2 separate regions of the Gossypium hirsutum genome follow, and region 2 is linked to region 1. The links are chromatin contacts, called in public Hi-C maps. All regions are on one chromosome and are shown on one strand. The core of a region is the stretch at or near the end of the contact, and the rest is flanking DNA. Distances in the headings are between cores, read along the strand shown.

Region 1 (3,301 bases), core at 137-2,636:
AGGTTATTTGAGAATGGTTAAATTGTTTAAACTTTTTATTTAATCTTTGTATTTTAATTTTTTAATATAATTTGATACTTCGACTTTTATATTGTTATTGGTTAGCCTATATACTTTATTTTAATAAAAAGATTGACATGAAATTTTTTAAAATTATTAACATCGTTAAAATTTTGTTTTAAATTTAGATCCATTATAATATCATATTTTCGTTACATGGCTAACAATTGTATTTTTTTTTAGCTTTAAAATGTTATTTAATTGAATAATTTTAACAACTAGATTTGAATTTTTAAGTTTAAAAAGTGGAGAGGCTAAACTTTTGAAAATAAAAGTGTAAGGGCTAAATATCAAATATATGCTAAGTACAAAAACTTTGAACTTATTTAAACTTTCAAACTTTTAATCTATAAGTGTGATCAATGTTTTAATAATTAGATTGTTAGTTAAATTAGTTAGATTATCGATTTTATCAGACTACAGATCTAACAATAGTTAAATAAATAATTAAAACCTCATAAAAAAAATTATAAAACTGATTCCATCATTGAATTCTTTTTTGCTTTCATTTTAAATTTTTTTATTGGTTATCTGAACTGTTATTCAAAATTGGTTCAATTCTTATGCACGAATTGATTCTCATTCTAACCGATGTGGGGAGTATACTGGTTTCCTTTTGAGTAAAGTGATATTGACCTTTGGGATGGTAAAGTGAACACGTGTGGTTGTAGAAAAAGAGAAAAGATAAGTGGGCTTTTGTGGGCCTGTTAGATAGGTCCGATGAAATGAGGGTGCATAGGGGGCGAGGTGTCGGGTCATGCAAGGCTTAAAACACACCATTATAATAGTTAGGGGGAAGAAGGGAAGATGCGCCAACCTACCCTAGCTAATAGCCTAATGGAGATGTTTTTGCACTAACGTAACTTTGAACCAATCATTACATTGGTAGATTTTGATGAGACAACTTGAACCGAAATCTATTTTTGAGTATGATTAAGGCGTACGCATTGTTACATCGTTGTACCACTAACCCCATCTTTTAAGGATATATCACCATCGTATTGTAGTTTAGTCACCCTCCAACACCCTTTCCCATTTAAATTTAACATTAAAGAATTATGTACCAATAACAGCATGTAATTGTATATTAACAAACTGAGTAATAAATTGAAAAAGATTTTCACATTGGAGAATTATAGAATGAATCTGTTGGGGTGCATGATGATATCAAAGCATTTTGGGTGATGCGTAATTAATGGAACAACATTTCCCATCAAACCTACTCATTATCTTTCCCATTCTGGATAAAATTTTCAGCCATTAGTTAATTAGATTTCAAGTTTTATCGATAATTTCATTTAATAGATGATCTGTAACTACCATGTAAGTCTCAATTATTCGAGTAATTTTGCTTGGTTCTGAAAGTCCTACACCTGGCCACCGAAGAGGGTTTTTCATCTCACATCTGTCAAATATTGTCGACATATAGAGTGCTGGCAGGATATAATGTAATGTAATGAAATAAAATGTTGTTTTGGTTTGGTTTTGTTTTGTTTGGTTGCGCAGCCATTAAAAATTGCTGGGTGGTCAGTCAGACGATGAGATGTTGACAGTCCTCCCACGGGTTTCGCATATTGCTAATGGAAACACAAGAGATAAGCATCAATATCTGTTAGCGTTTTACATAACTTGTACGAGCAGTCTACCTTTTCTTTCTTGCATTTCCAGTTACAGGGGCACCTGATTTTCTTCATAATCAAGTCAATATCAAGCAATGCAAGACTCTTGAAGTCAAGTTGGAGAAATTTGATTACCCCCTATGAAGCAGCATGAGCCAACAGCAAAGCTAAAACCAGCTGACTGCAAGGTTGCTTCCATTCCCATGTCGCAGCAGCGGAGCACCACCCCTTCGAGCTTTAGAGTTAACTCCAAGCCTAAAGATCAGTCAGCAGCTAGGCCCAAAAGTGTACCCCCTGACACCACCAAAAACAGTAGGAAGTCTGTGATGATGATGAACAAGCCTAAATCTGGGGACCAACTGCCAGCAGGTGGGTGCTATCACAAGGGTAGAGTTGTGGAACAATTTGGAAAGCCTAGGCGTTCTAGTGCTAATTCAAGCTCAACAACAGAGAAGAATAGTACTGTTGATGAACTGAAAGAGAAGCTAAGTTGTAGTGAGGGTTTGGTTAAAGATTTGCAGACTCAGGTGATGGGTTTGAGGGCAGAATTGGATGGGGCTCGGAGCTTGAATATGGAGCTGGAGTCTCTTAACAGAAAGCTTAAGGAGGACCTTGCTGCTGCTGAAGACAAGATAGCAGCTCTTTCAAGCCCTCAACCTGACCCTGACCCTCACCCCGACCAGGTGCACCTGCAGGTTAGATCCTTAATATGTACTATAATTCCTTTCAAGTTTCATTTCTTTGTGATTTCTAACAACTTCATATATATAATATATATGCATGTATTTACTGAAAGAAGAGGGAGTCAAGTGGAGAGCACCAGAGCCCCAAATTCAAGGACATTCAGAAACTCATTGCCAACAAATTGGAACACCCAAAAGTTACGAGGGGGGAGGCAAGAACAATTAAAGTGCCACCACGGCCAACTGCTTCTTTGGCTCCCAAAGATGCCAGCCATCAGACAATCGCACCAATAACTTACTCTCAGCCACCGCCTCCACCACCACCGCTGCCATCGCTGCCACCACCTCCGCCACCACCTCGTTTCCCTGCTAAAGCAGCTACCACTCCAAAGGCTCATTCCCTTGTAGTGGGCCCTGTACAAAGTTACCAAGAAAAGAAAAAGGACCCCCCAGTAGCAGCAGCAGCAGCAGCATGGAATCAAAAGAAACCCACGGTTATTAGCGTGCATAGTAGCATAGTTGGTGAAATTCAGAACCGCTCAGCTCATCTGCTAGCAGTAAGCATCTAGTATTTTGAATTAGAGATATAGAGCTGATTGGTTTGTTTCCGTTGATTGTCTCTGAAAACTTGGCTGTTAAAAGTTGATGATACTTTTGCTAGATAAAAGCGGATGTTGAAACAAAAGGAGAATTCATCAACAGTCTTATCCACAGAGTCTTAGCTGCAGCCTATACAGACATAGAAGAGGTCCTGAAATTTGTTGATTGGCTTGACAATGAACTTTCATCCTTGGTAAAGTCTCAAACCTCTCAACGTTGTTTGCTTCGATATGGTTCTAATTTCATTTCAGTGCCACTGCATAATTGGTCTTAACAAATCTTGAGTCATATGTAACTCTGCATAATCTGTTCCCAGTTTCTTCTTATAGATCTGTTACT
Region 2 (3,280 bases), core at 447-2,946, 180 kb after region 1:
ATATATTTTTCGTCATCAACCTTACAATCAAAATTTTATGAAAGTAAAAAGTATTAAAGCTTATGACTGATTGGAGATGATTGAGAACACTAGAGGTGATAACCAATAGAAACACTAAAAAAAGTCTAGATTCAACTCTAACACCAGGAATGTCTTGGAGAGACAAAGTTTTGGGCCAAGGGACTTTCAGATCTAGTTGTGATGAAGACTTTGAGTTTATAGAAGGAGATGTCACGAAGTCTAATGTTAATGGAATTTGGACAATCAACTTATCTGAAAGGGTTCAACAAAATCTCGTTAGAGATATGGCGACCACAGTGGTGGTTAAGTTATTGGGTCGGAACCTATCATATACTCTATTGCAAAATAGGATCCACACCTTTTGGAAACCCTCGCAACAATTCCATCTCATGGATGTGAACAATTCCATCTCATGGATGTGGAGAATGGATACTTCCTGGTTAAATTTCAAAGCCGAGATGATTACGAGAAAGTTCTTACCTAGGGGCCATGATCGTGCTCGGGCAGTATCTCACAGTCCAATCGTGGACTTCGGAATTTAATCCCTTTCAGGCTTTTCCCAGCAGTACTATGGTTTGGGTTCGGTTACCTGATCTACCCGACTATCTTTACAAATAGCGTGTTCTTGAGGAAATAGAGGGATTAATAGGTAAGGTCATTAAACTTGATTTTCAGACGAACAAGGGCTCAAGGGGGAAATTTGCTGGAAAACCTCTAACTCTCAGATCCAAGTTAATGGCATGGTTCAGAGGATTGAATTCGAATCACTTCTGTTAGTGTGTTTTTTGTGTGGCAGGTTCTGACACTTGCAAAACCTTTGCCTTGGCTCTGGCTTAGCGAACAACACGGTAGTGGGTTTAGTTTTGACAGCGGGAACCCCATCGGAAAATGACAAGGCGGTGGAGCCGGTTGATGCCTTTGGGCCATGGATGCTGGTCGAACAAAAATCCAGGTGCAATTTAAGGAATCGTCAAATCATTGATAAGGTAACTGGGGAATGTGCCTTGAATTCACTGGAAATTGAAACATCAGAAAATGGCGCAGCGGCGGTTAATTTGTTGGGAGTAAATTTTCAAAAAGGAGTTTTCTTAAAGGAGAAGGGACAAGGAGCACCACTTAGGGCTAATAAAAATTTTGAGTTAGTGACGAAAATGATAAACATTTTTAGTGTTTTGGGGAAGCTTAATTCGGCTAAGCCAGGGACATCAAATGGGGATGTTAATGTGGTGGACTTTGGGCCTAGATCAAATAATATGGACATACTAAATGGACCACCAATGGAAGATCCAAATTCGTGGGTTTTGGAAATTGCAAAAATCGAAAGTTCAAATTTATTTAGGCTTGGACAACAAGGCTGAGGAGATGGGGGCTTGGAGAATAAGGGTAACTTGGATAATTCCTTGGCTTTGGTGAAGGGAGTTGGTACGAAGCAAATGCAGAATTTGGGGGTTTCGAATATTAATGATGATTTCACCATGTTGGGTGTTAATTCTCATTTTAATCCAACTTCCAATGATCCAGTGGAGGCAGTGGTGAAACTTAACAGTGAGGTCCTCGACCCTAGGAGATATTCAGCTGTTATTTTCAAGGAGAATAAGGTACCCAAAATTATCAGTTCCAATGAAGATGCTGATTTGATTGGGAGGTATAAAGGAATTTTGATTTCAAAAGGGAAGGATCAAGGGCTAAGGGTGGATCTGTCTGTAGTGGCGGCGTTATCAACAAAATCATTTTGAACCATGGGGGATGTTTTAAAAACTCTAGTAATGCGAGGGTTCCATTATCAGATTCTATGAACTCCATGGCCAAACTCATTTGCTCGCAGATTGACATTGAGATTGAGAAGGGAAATTTGAACCGTGATGGGAAAAGCCGTGAAGAAGGCTATTTACCAGTATTTGCGGTTAGTTTTCTAACTTTCTTTATTTTTATTAATATATGAGTTTATCTATTTTTTCTTGGAACTTTTAAGGGTGTGTTAGTAACAAGTTTCCGTGGATTTTTCATGAGTATAATCAGGAGTATAAATCGGATATTATTGGTCTTTTAGAAATAATAGTTAATAGTGGAAAAGTTGACTTGTGTTTTTGATAGTTCCTCAACGACCTATTTTTGTTCTTTTTTGTTTACAGTAGCCCTAATTGTCGTAAACGGAGGTGTCTTTGGGATGCTTTAAAGGCGAATTTTTTGGGTAATGGCTATCATTGGATGGTAGTTGGAGATTTTAACGCACTTTTAGCCTCCAGTGAAAAGAAGGGTGGGCGAGTTAGTGGAAAAAGATATTCTTATTTTGGGAACTTTGTAGATTCGACAGGGGTTCATGATTTTGGATTCAAATGTGCTCCATTCACGTGTTGTAGAAGTGGAGTCTATGAACGACTTGACAGAGCTATCGAAAATTATGTGTGGCTTGTGTCTTTCCCAAATTATTTTGTGACTCACCTCTCCAGACTCATAGCTGATCACAGGCCTTTGGTCTTGACTCTTCAACCTATGCTTCATTCTGTTATGGGATCACCTTTTCGTTTTCTGGCAAGATGGATTGAACACTGGAAATTTTTTTACTTTGTTAAGAAGAATGGGAACTTTAATGGCTCGATGTTCAATACAGTGGCAAACTTTACGAATCAACTAAAAGAGTGGAACAAACAGGTATATGGTCACATTGGGTTTCGAAAAAAAAAGGCTGCTTCAAAAGCTTAACTGTATTCAATGGGAAATAGATTGTTCCTAGTCAAATTCTCTACTTCAGTTGGATTTAGAAGTTAAGGAGGAGCTGGAACAGGTTTTGTGCCATAAAGAACTTCTTTGGAAATAGAAGGCGATATGTGATTGGCTCTCTTTGGGTGACTGAAATACTAATTTTTTCACAGGCGCACTCTTGGAAGAAGAAAGCAGAATTGAATTACGACTTCGAAAACTGAGGTAGAGGTATGGATCTTTGATAAGGAAGGCTTGCAACATGAGGCAATTTGCTTCTTCAAGAATCTATATAGTGAAAATCTGTGACCGATAAGGGGACTTTCTACTAGTTCATTCCTACAGCTTGAGGATAGCGAGGTCTAATTTTTAAGTAAGCCTATCTCTAATGAGGAGATAAAGTCTGCTTTGTTTGATTTGGGGCCTCTAAAGGATCCGGGAAGTGATGGATTCCATGATCTTTTCTTTCAGAGCCAATGGGATCATCTTGGGGGCTCAGTTTGTGGATTGGTCAAAAGTATTTTTGCAGGGGAAAAATGACCCAGAGCTAAACAACACT

Evidence for each region. Hi-C and Micro-C count contacts between places; a contact is called where the count stands out from the background.
Region 2: a Hi-C map of leaf shows a contact between it and region 1, with 1.6 times the contacts expected there. The contact joins the promoter of LOC107951562 here to the promoter of LOC107951552 in region 1. A contact is called at or near these places in 3 of 34 Hi-C or Micro-C datasets (hypocotyl and leaf).

Annotation. Positions count from the first base shown.
Region 1 is chrA02:9,587,153-9,590,453 of Gossypium_hirsutum_v2.1, forward strand. It overlaps LOC107951552 (protein CHUP1, chloroplastic), which reads left to right and starts at 1,387. Exons shown (of 7, transcript XM_016886637.2): 1 at 1,387-2,374; 2 at 2,479-2,919; 3 at 3,024-3,155. The coding sequence starts at 1,820.
Region 2 is chrA02:9,765,995-9,769,274 of Gossypium_hirsutum_v2.1, forward strand. LOC107951562 reads left to right here and starts at 1,697. Exons shown (of 2, transcript XM_016886647.2): 1 at 1,697-1,924; 2 at 2,154-3,280. The coding sequence starts at 1,884. The coding sequence ends at 2,724.